5 separate regions of the Gossypium hirsutum genome follow, and regions 1, 3, 4 and 5 are each linked to region 2. A link is a contact called in public Hi-C data. All regions are on one chromosome and are shown on one strand. Each heading gives the region's core, a stretch centred on a gene start, on an enhancer-like site or on the middle of the called end of the contact. The rest is flanking DNA. Distances are from core to core; before and after follow the strand shown.

Region 1 (2,701 bases), core at 51-2,550, 250 kb before region 2:
TATGAACCCCTCCAAAACACAATCATCCGCCTATTTATATTAAAAATAAAATATTTTAAAATTTTAAAAACTTTAAATTTAACTTAATTGAAAATAACGAAATTTAAAATTTCTCCTTACCATTATCACTTGAGCGGTGGAAATGTGCTTATTGCTGAAACGAATTAGAGAGCTTGTCATTACTGAAATTTTAACTGAAATGAATATACAAAATAATTAAATAAAACTATAGTATTTTAAATAAAGTGTGTAAGAAAATGTCGAATAAAAATGGTAAGAATTGAGAGAACTGAGAGAGTTGAGAGAATTGAGAGTTTAGAGAGAGACTTGGATTTGAGTGAAAAGAATAAAAAATGACTTGGTATTTATAGGAAAAAAATATTACCGTTGGCCTTTTTAAATAATTTTACCATTTCCAATGTTTAAAAAGTCGTTAGGGAAAATGACCGTTGGAGGAAAGTGTCCCCAGCTGAATGTGCTTTTACACACTCTCTCCAAAATTGACCTATTTCCATAATTTAAAAAAAAACGACCTAAAAGGCTAACTAAAAAAAAGAATAAGACATACTTAACTTATTTAGCCTAATTTTATAAATTTTTATTTTATAGTTGTCATCCAAAATACCTATAAACTCTCTTGTAAGCAAATATATTTTTAGTTTTATAAATGGCTTGTTTCATCATATAAAATTTTGCACATTAAAAATGAATAATAAATGTAGAAATTCTAAAATTTATGCAAATAATGCTATTGTTGCCTCTACTTCTTATGAATTATCATCTTTAATTAATTTTTTAAAAATTTTAATTATTAATAATTTTTTCTATATTCATTTTTCTCGTGTTACATAATTTGCTAATGATAAATATGAATTTTTGGTGTCTATTGAAAAATATTATAGCGTAACGATAAATGTTAATTTAGTTTTAATGGTTTATAGCTCAACTTTGGACTTATAGCGGAATGATGTACCTAATTAAATCCTAAAATAAATGTTATGGCCTTCCATCACGTGGACAATTTAACAGAGTTTCTTTCAAGAATGGGTTCTTTCGAATTTTTTTTTGAGATAAATCACAGATTGGGCTTTAATTAAACTATTAATTACACAAATAGTCCTAGAAAAATAAATAGAGCAAGCCTAGTAACCAGACTAGGCCCAACGAAAGGAAAAACAAAACAAACTAAAAGGAAACCTAATCACCTAGAAAATGAAAAAAGGAAACAATCTCTACAGCACATTAATTCAGCCGTTCCATCTGCCCAATCAGTATTAAAAGTCAATACACATCTTGTCACTTCAACATCTTTTCTACTTCAAGACGTTTTGAATCACCCGAGAGCTTTGTATAGTCACTTTGATATCTGCCCTTCTCCGATTCCTTTCCTCCATTTCTCCCTTTTCCTGCTTCAATTTGGTTCTCTCACCCTTTCGTTTTCTGCTTGAAATTCTGCAACTCCAGGGACTCGTCCGACCAGGTAACCTCCTTTGTTAATCTTAATCGCTTCAGTTGCTAAAATATGCGCGAGGCTATTTGTTGATCTTGGGATATGCTCGAACTTACATTCCTTAAAATATAACAAAAGCTGATGGATGTCATGAATAAGCGCACTAACCAGTGATTTATCTGGGCTTTTTGTTTTGCATTTCTTTATTATTGATAAAGAGTCTCCTTCAATAATAACTCTTTCCCACTGCATGTGAACTCTGATCTGGAGAGCTTTCCGACACGCGATTGCTTCCGCTCCAAAGGCTGAGGAAACCCTTTGATGAACCTCCGAACAAGATAAGAGAACTGAACCCTCTTTATCTCTGGCCACAACTCCGATAGCCGCTTTATTTTGTCCTCTTTCATATGCTGCATCAAAATTGATTTTGACAAAACTGTCCATTGGTTTTTCCATTTTTTAACAGTTATGGAAGTTTGTCGACTATTTTTACCAACTGAATCTAACTCTAAAATGTAGCTATTAACAAATCTCCCTATTTCTTTTCCAGATTTACTCCCTTTGTTGTGCAGTCTGTTATTCCTATCTCCCCAAATGGCCCATACTGCAACACAGAAGATCCGACGCTGGGATGCCAAGCTTTGTGTAAAAACCCAGGTTAACCACTGTAGAAACCCCATCTGGTTTTCCTGCTCATATTTATGAAATGATAACTCTCTCCACACTGATATTGTAACAGGGCATTCTCGAAAAAAAATGTTCCATAGATTCAGATCTAGAGCCACAACGAGGACACATTGATGTATCCGTTAGTCGTCTAAGTAGCATATTAAACTCGAGTAGCTAGGAAATTCCAAGAGATCTTCCAATGTGTAATTTTTATTTTTGAAGGTAGATTAAGTAGCCATAATTTCCTGTAGAAGTCTTTATAGTCAGCTTGTAAAGCATAAGCTCTAGGATCATTTGCAATACTTTGTAATAGTTTATAGGCGCTACGAACTGTGAACTCACCCGACGCTTCAGCACTCCATACTTGGAAATCTTCATGTGGTCTTTCAGCCAGCGGGATACTGAGAATCATGTCGGCTACATCCTCCGGAAAGGTATACTCTATCAACTCCTTTTTCCATGTTCTACTGCTTGAATCAATTAATTCCGCAACATTACTATCATTCAAATTCGTATTTAAAACTAGTAATCTATCACGCGGTAAAACTGGAATCCAATAATCACGACTGATTGAAATATTTG
Region 2 (2,700 bases), core at 6-2,505:
AAGGGGTAGCTTTCACCAATCAACATCATAGCATCCTTGTAATTTGGCATGAAAAGCACTAAATACTCATCTTCACTTAGCCCACAATGTTTCAAAGCCCTGTTTTGAGCTTGAATTTCAGGTATTGAAACGAAGTTCCCTAGGAAAGAAGTTTTCCTAGTGAGGATATCAAGAAGCCTTGAAGCCTCTAATTGAGTGTTGTCAATATCTGCCATACCAGAAGTTGATGAAGATGAAAAGGACTCCCTGTTGCCTACAATCCTTGGTGATTTCTGCTTATTGTCGGTAACAACGGTCTCAAAGGACTCGTCACTGTTGGATAGACTGTCGACATCGATCATCTTTAGTCCATCTTCCACAAGTCCATTGCAATATTGAGGATATTTTGCAAAGACATATTGCTCTACATATTGCATTTCAGTGGGTGTTATGGGACCAGACCATCTCAAGTCAAGGCCTTGTAGTGTTGAGATTGCTTCAGCTACCAAATGGGCAGGGATTACACTTTGTGCTTTCTGCTTGTTAAAAGTCCAATGCACAATTAAAAGAAACTCAAATATCAAATAAAAGAAAATCTGTTTTTTCCTTTTTCAAGATAATGTTCTTAAAAGGTCAGATTAATTAAAAGAACTTGCCTTGATAACCATGCTGCTTGGTCTGCCATTTTGGCTTGGTGAATTGGGCATTGAAAGCAAGATTGATGGATCAAATTCACTTTCTGCCATATCCTAAAAAGAATCAAATTAAAACCCTTACATAAGATTTCCTTTTTCTGAATCAAAACCAATATCAAAGCAACCTGAGAGTAAAAAAGCCAATAAAAAGAGGCAAAAACCTTAGATACTTCATGCAGAACAAGGCTTTCTTCTAAGTTCCTTTCCATGATGATGCCTATGGTCCTTGTACCATAAGTAGGCAAATCCTGCAAGCAACAAGTAAGAAGAAAAAGAAGAAGACGAAGACAGAAAAATAGGCAATATGATAAAGATGTGAGAGCTTAGCCTTATGTCAGTGTGGGAAATTTGTAAGATTAATTTCAGTGCAAGGGTAGGACTGAAATCGATATTAAAAGACTACAAGGTTTAGCAACAATAAGAAGACGCCGCCAAGTGACAACACCCATGTTCCACAATATAGAATATTTTAAAATCAACTGCTTCAATTACGCCCGTAAACTCAAGCTGACTGAGACTGGCGGACAACTAAAGCCAACCACAAGAAATAATGGAGTTTCCATTCCATGGAAAACACCATCTAAATTATGAGTGTGATTTATTTATTTAAATTTAATGACTGTAAAGCAAAGGGCTTACCTAATAATAATTGCATGGGGTTCGGCTCACAGTCTCGGGTCTATGTAACCTATTCTAATAATTCACCTTTGATTACAACATTGATTTGGACTAAAGGCCCAACTCTTTTAGTATCTACCAATGAAGTGAAGGAATGAAGGAACAGACAACATTGTACATATTATTTTATCTTTAAGATGGTTTGTTATGAGTCTTTTTCCCTGAATTATTATTTTACAATAGAAAGCATAAGGAATAATTGTTCTAATCGCATCCCCGAGCCAAAAATCTGGTTTCCTTTACCTTCTGTTTTTTTGTCATTTTAAGACTGTTTTCCAGGTCACTTGTTTCTCCTCCCTTGGAGGCGTCCACAAGTAGATCATCAACCGCAATGAAACGAACTTTTATCATTTAATTTCAATTTATACAATTACCCTAAAACTAATATACATCGAATTTAATATTAGAATGTAATTTTATACAACATTTCTATTTATTTACAAACTATAATCTACAACAACTATATATTAAAATAACCAAAATAAATATCAAAGAGGTCTAGGGTCAAAGAATAATTTACTCGCAAATTAAACAAGGAAGTTTAAGCATGTACTTCACGAAAATGAGAAAATAAAAACATTTGAAGATGGCGTTAATTATTTTCGATTTGATCTCTTCTTTGAATGTAACTGATGTTAATTGTTTTCCAATTTAAGCTTTACTTGGTAGAGGGAAAGAAAAATGAAAGAGTGGAAAAATAGAAAATATAATTGTTATTTCTCAACTTTTGGTAAGAAATATGAAAATTTTGAAAGAAAAAGTAATTTTCATTCTATTTATTACTTGGTGGAGTTGAAAAATAAGAGGAAAGAAATTGAAACTTTTGAAATATACATAATTTTAAGTTAACATACGTAACTCTCTTATTTTCTCTCTTATCATAGTATTTGAAATGATGCATTAAGATGGAAAGTTGTCATCTCTTGTAACACCCCTATACCTAACCCGACTATCGGATCAAATATAGGAATGCTACATTAAATATTAGAGTATTAATCAACCAAACTCTAACAAGTAAATACTCATTTCGAACCCATTTGTAACTTACCAATTCATTAATTAACCATTATCAATGTTAGTGAGGAGCCCGATAAGTTCCTTAAACATTTGAGTATTTAAAACAGTGCTTTAAAGTGAAATATGAACTTTTGCAAAAAAAAAAAGGCACATGGTTGTGTCTACCACATGGTCGTGTAAGTCTTTGAGCCCGTACGGCTCCAAAATTGACCAATTTTCAACACTCACACTACCGTGTGACTAGCCCGTCTAACTCTCTAAGGCCGTATGGGCCAAAATTGAAGGAAATTTTACAATTTTTAAAATTTTACACCTTAGTCCCTACATAACA
Region 3 (2,700 bases), core at 118-2,617, 140 kb before region 2:
TGAGCCAATTTGCTCTTGATTATTGTTCGCAGAACAACTCTTCTTTGTTTGCTTCCACCTTCAACTTATTTCTTTGATAAATATAAAATTTTAAACCAAATATCCCCTACCCCTAATTCCCTGCCCCAATCGTGCCCCGCTAAAAAGTGATTCTAGTATTATTATTTATTTCACAAGCAAATATAAAAAATTATCAAGTCTCTTTTTTTAAAATGTTTATTTTTAAATATTTTACTAACCCCTAATTCGACTTGTGAAGTATAAAATCTCCATCTCCACAAGTAGTGTTAGGAAGTTAAGAAGTGTCCTATAATGATATTGTCTAATATTAAAAAATAAGTATTTAAAAAAAACATATGACAATTTTTGAAGACTACTTGTAGAATAAAAAAAAGTACACTACTAGTATATCAACTACTAATCCTTAGAGTTATAAATAAATTTACAAGTTTTATATTAATGGTAGAATTAAGAATTAATAGAAATAAAAAATATTATTATGATTTTTTAATTTATAAATTTAAAAAATAAAAAAATAGTAAATATTATTTCATATTGGTTTAATATGTAAGTTTTGACAAATTGAATATCAAATTAAAGCTATATCATCAAACAAATGATAAAAAAAATCTATAACATTAAGCTAAACAAATAACTTTTTTATTGATTAATTTTTTCATATTTGAACAAAAAATTATATTCGAAAAATAAATTAAAAAAAAGACATTGGTTTAAAAATGGATTGGATATACTCCAAATCCATTTCTTTTTTAATTAAATATTATTCATACTATAAATTTCATATATAAAAAAATAAATGTAAAAATAAAATATAACTGTTAATTAGAAAATTAGAAGTGTAATAGCGAGCCTTGCCAATTCCATTTTGCTGCCGGTATGCTCCATTCCTACCATGAATAAAATCATATTTTTTTTAACTCAAATTTTTGTGTGTTTCAGCACATTTTGATTAATATTGGTTTACATAATTGTATCATATTTGTTGATATAATTTTGATATTTTAAATTAATTTTTAATAATTTGTGTCTTAAATATTTTTATTTTATTTTTAAAATTACATTAAAATAAAATACAACATTGATAAATATAAATTTTTTAAAAAATGGATTATTTTTAAGAAGAATCAATTCTCATTTGTTAAGATGAGTTTGTTTGATTTATAAAATTCTTTTCTCGCCCATTCCGTGAACACATTTAAGTATTCCACTCCTCTCTCGTTTTGTTGGAATACAAGTCATTTTCAAGACATAATATTCTCTTCTGTAAAAAGGAAGAAAAGGTAACTTCATCATTATTCAATTGCGCCGTGATGAATGGATGATAATAAAAATATGCTATTAGTGTTAGAGAACCTTTGCCACCGCGTTAGTCCAACTCCCATTTCCTTTCAATTAGACCCACTCGTATTACTCATTACCGCTTTTCTTTTCTTTTTTTAAATGACTCATTTTAAAAGTATGTACATAAATGATCTGATTTAAATAGTTAATTTTTTTATTTCAGGGATATATTTAGGTAATTTAAATAATAATTTTATATAGTTTTTTAAGTTTATTATTTTAAAAAAAATTTGAAAAGAGTTTATTTTTGTTATTTTTATATTTTTTAAAGTCTATTTAAATTTAATGTAAAAAAGAAATAGACTTAATATGCAAATAGGTCAAAAGTTTAAAAGCATTTAATTGGTACGGCTAGAGGAAGGGCGCCACCTATTTTCCATCCAATCTAAAAGGGTAAATGTTTCATCAGATTCCTGAACGTTTTATATAATTATACTTTAGTTTGGTGCCACTAATGGCAACGACAACATCCAAAAAATTAATTTTTTAAAAAATTGAAGGTGGTGACGCCAATGACAATGGTGTCACTGACATTTACTGTTCAAAATGGGTCATTTACATATATAGTTTTTAAAATGGTTTGTTTTTATAAATAATTAAAAATTTTAGGTTATTTTTATAAGAAAAACTACTCATTACTCATAAAAGTATTTTATAAAAAAAATATTTCCATATATGCTTTTCCTAAAAATAAATTGAGTTTTGATAACTGTTTTATTAATTTATCTGATTACAAGTCGTATTAAATCCACTATGAATTTTCTTAACTTGACTGATGAAGTTAAGTGTTGACCCTTTCCCACAAAGAAAAATGAGAAAATAAAAAACTTCAAATTAAACGCCAGAAGTTGCAACATATCTTCAAAAACTTGGACTAAAGAATTTTTTTTGTCTAATTTTGTTATTAGTCATTATACTTAGCAAAAGCTAAAATTTTAATCTTTGTACTTTTATTTGGTATTTTTAATATTCGTATTTTTTAAAATTTAAAATTTTAGTCATCACCAAATAATAATTGTTAAATTCATTAAGTAAAGTTCTATTATTTTTTCAAATTTGATGCTTCAAACATATTATCATATTCGTAATGTTAAATTAGCTTATTATTTTTACATATTGCTCACTAAAAATTCATTTAATGGATTACCGACTGACATTTACATTAAGGTTGTAAATTTAAAATTCGAAAATCATAAGGACTTAGAATGATTTAATTGGAGAAAATGAATAAAATCTACTACAACTATATGATACCCCTAATATATGACTAGTAATTAAATTTAACTAAATAAATTTAATCATTGTTGCTTAGTATTAAAATTTTAAATTTTAAAAAAC
Region 4 (2,764 bases), core at 255-2,754, 200 kb before region 2:
GTTATGGTTCCTTTTCTTTTCTTGTTTTCTGGGGAAAATAAATGGAAACGACTGCGTTTATGTTTGTTAAAAGGGTTCCTTTTTATTATTTTTTACCTTGTATTTCTGGCTGAAAGCTGAGAAGAATTTATCAAAACATTAAAAGGAAAACGATATGACGAATGATATCTAAGAAGGGGACCAAATACTTTCTACTTTTTTAGTAAAAATGAATATTTTAGTTTATATGTTTGTTCTATTTCTGTTTCAATGCAAAACTTCATATATATTGTATGGAGAAAAAATTTGTGAGTAGAATTTCTTTTTTGTTTATTTTTTTGGTTGACATGTATGGTATTTGTTGATTGGTTTTAATGGTTCTCGTGGGGGTTCAAGTAAAAATGGTTGTCGGGATAGCTTTTTATACATCAGTAAATTGTTGAATTTATGGTAGATATTTTTTGGTACAAGAATTTATGGTAGATTAGGGTTTCATTGAATTTTGTTTTGTACAGTAGTTGTGGGTCTGAGTCAGGGACCTACTTTGCAAGATTTCCCAGATAATTGAATTGGAATTATTGAAAGTGTTAGAGTGTTTTTTAGACTAGGTTACTTGATTAAAACGTGAATCCTTTTATTTGTTTAATTTTTGGGTTCCTCTACTTGGACTTTGTTACTGCTTCTTAGAATTATTGAAGATAGTGGGGCGAGCAGAGAGAGAGAGAGGGAGCTGCTTTGTTAAAGAGGCTAGACCGGGTAGTTATTGTTGGATGGGTTAATAGATAAGCTAAATTCTTCTAGATTTTTGGTGGTGGAATTTACTGCTGATGTTGAAGGTTTATGGAACACTACTATGTTTTTACTTGGGGTTGAAGATCAGCTTACATTCGTACAAGACTCGTATAGAGAGACAGTTTGGAACTATGGTGTCAGTTTGTTTGCGTTAGCAATAATGAATGGATGAGAAAAAAGCTCTACTACTATTCTAGTTCGAATCTGCAAGGTCCAATATAACATACTTTTTGTCGTTGCTTAAGCTCTCTTTTCTGTTGGATATTGATATCTGCATAAAAAAACGCTCGGCTTGAGAAGTGATTGCTTTGTTTAGTCGAACCTCTCTACTACCCTGGTTGCGATTGTTTTGCTAAGTGGATTTGAAGTGGCATCAACAAACCCTTTTTAGTTTAAACTTGGGGAAGGAGTGGACTAAATATTGTTTCGTTGAAGTGGATAGAAAATTTTCTAACTTGTACCACTCTAGATCTGAGAAACAGAGAGGGTTGGACTTTGATGCTGTTAGATTTAGAGGTAAGTTTTGAACTTGATATGCAGGGATTAATTTTTGTTTATCAGTTGTTTTGCGGGCTATGTGTCTATAAGGATTCTTTGAATGGTCTGCTTCATATATAAGGTTACTGAATTTAGGATGATTGAAATTCTTTTCGTTTATTTCCTTAATGAATTGAGCAAACCTCTAGGTTATATTTTAGGATCTGTTGACAAGTGGCTTGGCTTTTATATGAAGAAGATTGTTTGAACTGTTCTGTGAGTTCTATCTCTCTCATGGACTGGAATGCCAAAACCCCGTTGCAATGGGAGTGGGAGAACCTAATGATGTTAAATGCGACACCAACTGAAATTCCAAGGAAGCTAAGATCGGCAGAGTGGGATATTGAGGGCGAGGAAGAGCTGGACTCTGGGTCTCTCTATTCTTCTGGTGCTGCTGCTGGAGGTAGTGGTGGTTCTGGATCAGATTTGGGCCTTATTTCTTTGTCTAAAAGTTCGAAATCGGCATCCATTAATTCTTCATCTGCGGGAGAGGTAAAAGTGACCACATTTACTTTGGAGGCTTTTGAAGCTATACCACATGAAATTAGCAACAAGAAAAAGGTTTCCAAGGTTGAGCACACCGGTAGTTCCCCAATATTTGAGGCTTCAGTTGGCTCTGGTGAGCCATTGCTCAGTTTAAAGCTTGGCAAGCAAACATACTTTGAAGATGTTTGCACAGGAAGCAATTCAAAGACTTCATCTTATTCAGCCACTCCTGGACCATCCCCTTCCCCGGCAAAGAGATCCAAACCCAATTGTCAGACAAAACATATTCTGCGTTGCCAAGTCGAAGGCTGTAACCTTGACCTTTCTTCGGCTAAGGATTACCATCGGAAACACAGAGTTTGTGAAAGTCACTCAAAGAGCCCTAAGGTTATTGTAGGTGGTCTGGAGCTCCGGTTCTGCCAGCAGTGTAGCAGGTAAAATATTGTTTTAATTATCTTAGTATTGAAGACTTGAATTTCTTAGTTGATGGTAGTGATTTGATTCTTTACTACTGAACTTGTGATTCTATCTCATTATGAATGTTGAAATCATAATTTTCATTCATGATGTCAAAGGTTCCATGCTCTGTCAGAGTTTGATGAAAAGAAGCGAAGCTGCCGCCGGCGTCTTTCTGACCACAATGCAAGGCGCCGCAAACCACAGACAGATGCAATCCACTTCAGTGCTGCAAGGCCTTCACCAGCAGCATATGGTAATGGTTTCAGACCCAAGTTTGATATGTTTTCATTCATATAATTTTTGCTATATGCTACCATCTCAAGAATAGACTAAGACACTTTATTTTTTCCCTTTTCTTTTACCTCTCAAATTATGGAGTTGAGTTATTTCATTAACCAAGTCAATCTGGATTTTTTTCATTTTATTTAATCAAGATGTTCTTTAATAAATGGTACTTGGTTCTCTATGGTAATACAATATCTTAATATATGCTGCATTTGGTTGAAAAAAT
Region 5 (2,700 bases), core at 19-2,518, 170 kb before region 2:
AAAGGTGCTTCATATGGAGGAATAGAGGAACCATTGAAGAGGGAAGAACCATAAGGTGGTACACCGAGATACATAGAAGATGGTGCTCCAGAACCTACATATGGAGCAGATGACAAATAACTCTGTGGCGCCTGGAGAGGCTTGCTGGCAGATTTCTGAAAGGGAAAAATTACCAACTCAAGCTTTAAAAATAAATAATGGGAGAAAGAAAATGCAAAGGGTCAGTTTCTAAAGAGAGAAACAAACAGTAGAAAAGATTTACGATTTTATGATAAACAGAGTCATAAAAAAATAGGACATAAACGGACTAGAACGAAACAAGCATTGGGTATCACATAATATACTCTGGTCTTTCAGCACAGAACCAGGTATTAACTTCATTAAAAATAACTTGCTAAGCCACATATTTTGAAGAATCCGCTCTTCTATTACTAATTCTGTTAAAAAACAACTCCAATCTGAACAGAAAATCGAAACCTACGAGCCAAAACTAAAGCAATTAAAATTTCAACAATATTCAAAAACTCAGGAATATTTTGAACGCCATTGGCTAATAAATATGAAGACTTACTGAATTATGAACAGCTGGCCTGGGTTGAGTGCAATTGCGCATATTGCAAGTAGTTCTAAATGAAAAATTGACATTCCCGCAACTAGGGCATGTCCAATCATCTTCCCTACGACTGCCTACAAATTTAACCATAAAAATTCAAAATTGCCAAAATTAAACATGTTAAAAAGTACACAGAATGAAATAAAAATAAAATTAAGCGGCATACCATCGGTTCTAGCTCGCTTCGCTGCAGAAGAGTTTCTATTATCAACCTGAACCAATTGCCACCCCCAAGAAAAAAAGGTTAATCACCGTAAATATGTGCATAAATCGATACTAAGCAATAATTACGAAATTCATTTCCACTTTTCGATAATAAATTGGAGAAATGAGCAGCGACAGAAAAGCACAAAAAAAATCGAAAGAAAAGAGAATCCTAGTTTGACAAAGGGGAGTTGATTTTCAAGACAAATCTATCATTAGATCTATTAAGTTGGATGCTCGAATCTATAAGAGGGGAAATTCAGAGAATTGGAAGGGCATAATACCTGAGACATTGAGGCGGCGGCAATAGAGGGAGATATGACTGTTTCGGTGTGAAGATTCGAAACAAGAGAGAGGGAATTGGGGATTTGCCCTACCTGCGATAAAAGGGCGGTGACAAACTAACGGACTTTAAACAGAATAACCAGGAAATTTTTATGCGTGATGTGAGGGATGTAAATGAAAAATTGGTTTAAAATAAGTATAAACGGTTGCTCGCTGCTGCCCCTCTGAATTTCTGACGCCGTTATTGTGATTTGGATGGGGCCCGGTGTTTGGACTTCGGTGCGACCTTTGCCTATTGGATGGTCCATGTACTCTTTCAATTAGCATGCCTCGAATTTATTGGTCAAGGTTCAATTGCTTTTAAATAATCTTATTGATCATATGTGAAACATAAATTAATTGGGTATGAATTAAAATATATTAGGTTAATTATTTAAAATATTTAAAAAATTGTTTTGTATAGTTTGATTGCAAGGTTTTTTAAAAATAAAAGTCATAATCATTAAAATGTCTTATTTTTAATTTACATGTACAATATTATAATGTGAACAGTAAAATTATTTTTCTTAAAATCATAAAACAAATTCATAAATAATATTGTCACATAAAAGAGAGAGCATATATAATTCACTAAGGCTACATTGGGTGAAAAAGAACTAGAAATGATTAATGAAAAGAATTTATGGTTATAAAATGCATGAATTTGACAATTTTGATCAACTTGAGAAATGGTAATTGAATATTACAATGTTACAATATTACATTCGATATATATGATCATGCTAGTTTCAATGGCCATTTGGTATCTTGAGTAGCCTAATATTGAATTGATATGTTAGAAGCTCTGGTGGTTATGTTTGAGCTTATTAAGTTGAAGCTCCAAGTAAGTTGGCATTCATGAAGCCAAATTTCCATTTAACCAATGCTTAGATTGATATCAAATTTGCTTTTCATAATGTCTTTGAAGTATCGCCAAAGCATGTTTTATGTTACTATGTGTAGAGGTGTTTTTGGTAATTGTTTTTGATGTTTTGATTCCTCTAAATTCAAGTTTTGGTAATAAGCCTTTGGGTATCAAAACAAGTGATTTTCAAGTCAATGTTTGGCTCCAAGGGTAGAGGTATTGCACTGTTCTGAGCCCTTTTGGCATTTTGAGCCCATTTTGGGATCCAAACACCTTCGATCAATTTCTAACCATTTGTAAATGATTTTAAATTTTTTTTCTAAAGCCTCTTAAACATCTAAAACTTGAATAAATAATTTGTAAAAATGTTTTATAAGTCATGACTCCTAAATGAATCCAAGGTTTCTTTCTTGTATATGTTCTCGTGGCTTCTCTCATTCGTACTAGTCATCAAGACAGGTGAGGGGTGTTACAACTTGAGTTAGTTTCTAACCCATATAGGGAATTAACTTTCCCCACTTGAAAGCTAAAGTTTTCATTGTATGTTCGGTTCGTGAATTAAAGCTCACTCTCTAAAAAAACCAAAGGTTCAAGATAAACAGAGAAAATCATGTTGGTTGATAGCCAGGAATAAACTAAATGTAACACCCTTCACCCCTCCCAACATACGGTATGAAAGAGAAGTGCTATCGAA

The links. Hi-C and Micro-C count contacts between places; a contact is called where the count stands out from the background.
Region 1: a Hi-C map of leaf shows a contact between it and region 2, with 2.8 times the contacts expected there. The contact joins the enhancer-like site here to the promoter of LOC107909845 in region 2. A contact is called at or near these places in 4 of 34 Hi-C or Micro-C datasets (callus and leaf).
Region 3: a contact with region 2 is called in a Hi-C map of petal, with 2.3 times the contacts expected there. The contact joins the enhancer-like site here to the promoter of LOC107909845 in region 2. A contact is called at or near these places in 6 of 34 Hi-C or Micro-C datasets (leaf, petal and seedling).
Region 4: a contact with region 2 is called in a Hi-C map of leaf, with 2.5 times the contacts expected there. The contact joins the promoter of LOC107909863 here to the promoter of LOC107909845 in region 2. A contact is called at or near these places in 2 of 34 Hi-C or Micro-C datasets (anther and leaf).
Region 5: a contact with region 2 is called in a Hi-C map of leaf, with 3 times the contacts expected there. The contact joins the promoter of LOC107909865 here to the promoter of LOC107909845 in region 2. A contact is called at or near these places in 12 of 34 Hi-C or Micro-C datasets (callus, leaf, petal and 1 more).

The regions. Positions count from the first base shown.
Region 1 is chrD02:56,648,586-56,651,286 of Gossypium_hirsutum_v2.1, forward strand. No RefSeq gene overlaps it. Among protein-coding and RNA genes, the nearest start is that of LOC107908280, 16 kb to the left of the region's middle. Within about 2 kb of position 1,301, at least 8 of the 9 cell types and tissues checked have an H3K27ac peak or open chromatin away from gene starts, as enhancers often do. A contact at or near this core is called in leaf, where this site is marked.
Region 2 is chrD02:56,902,555-56,905,254 of Gossypium_hirsutum_v2.1, forward strand. It overlaps LOC107909845, which reads right to left and starts at 1,256. Exons shown (of 3, transcript XM_016837527.2): 1 at 836-1,256; 2 at 636-728; 3 at 1-515. The coding sequence starts at 883.
Region 3 is chrD02:56,765,039-56,767,738 of Gossypium_hirsutum_v2.1, forward strand. No RefSeq gene overlaps it. Among protein-coding and RNA genes, the nearest start is that of LOC107909866, 11 kb to the right of the region's middle. Within about 2 kb of position 1,368, at least 3 of the 9 cell types and tissues checked have an H3K27ac peak or open chromatin away from gene starts, as enhancers often do. A contact at or near this core is called in leaf, where this site is marked.
Region 4 is chrD02:56,699,966-56,702,729 of Gossypium_hirsutum_v2.1, forward strand. It overlaps LOC107909863 (squamosa promoter-binding-like protein 2), which reads left to right and starts at 1,505. Exons shown (of 4, transcript NM_001327025.1): 1 at 1,505-2,228; 2 at 2,370-2,506. The coding sequence starts at 1,543.
Region 5 is chrD02:56,733,829-56,736,528 of Gossypium_hirsutum_v2.1, forward strand. It overlaps LOC107909865 (ranBP2-type zinc finger protein At1g67325), which reads right to left and starts at 1,269. Exons shown (of 10, transcript XM_016837554.2): 1 at 1,102-1,269; 2 at 780-825; 3 at 572-687; 4 at 1-155. The coding sequence starts at 1,110.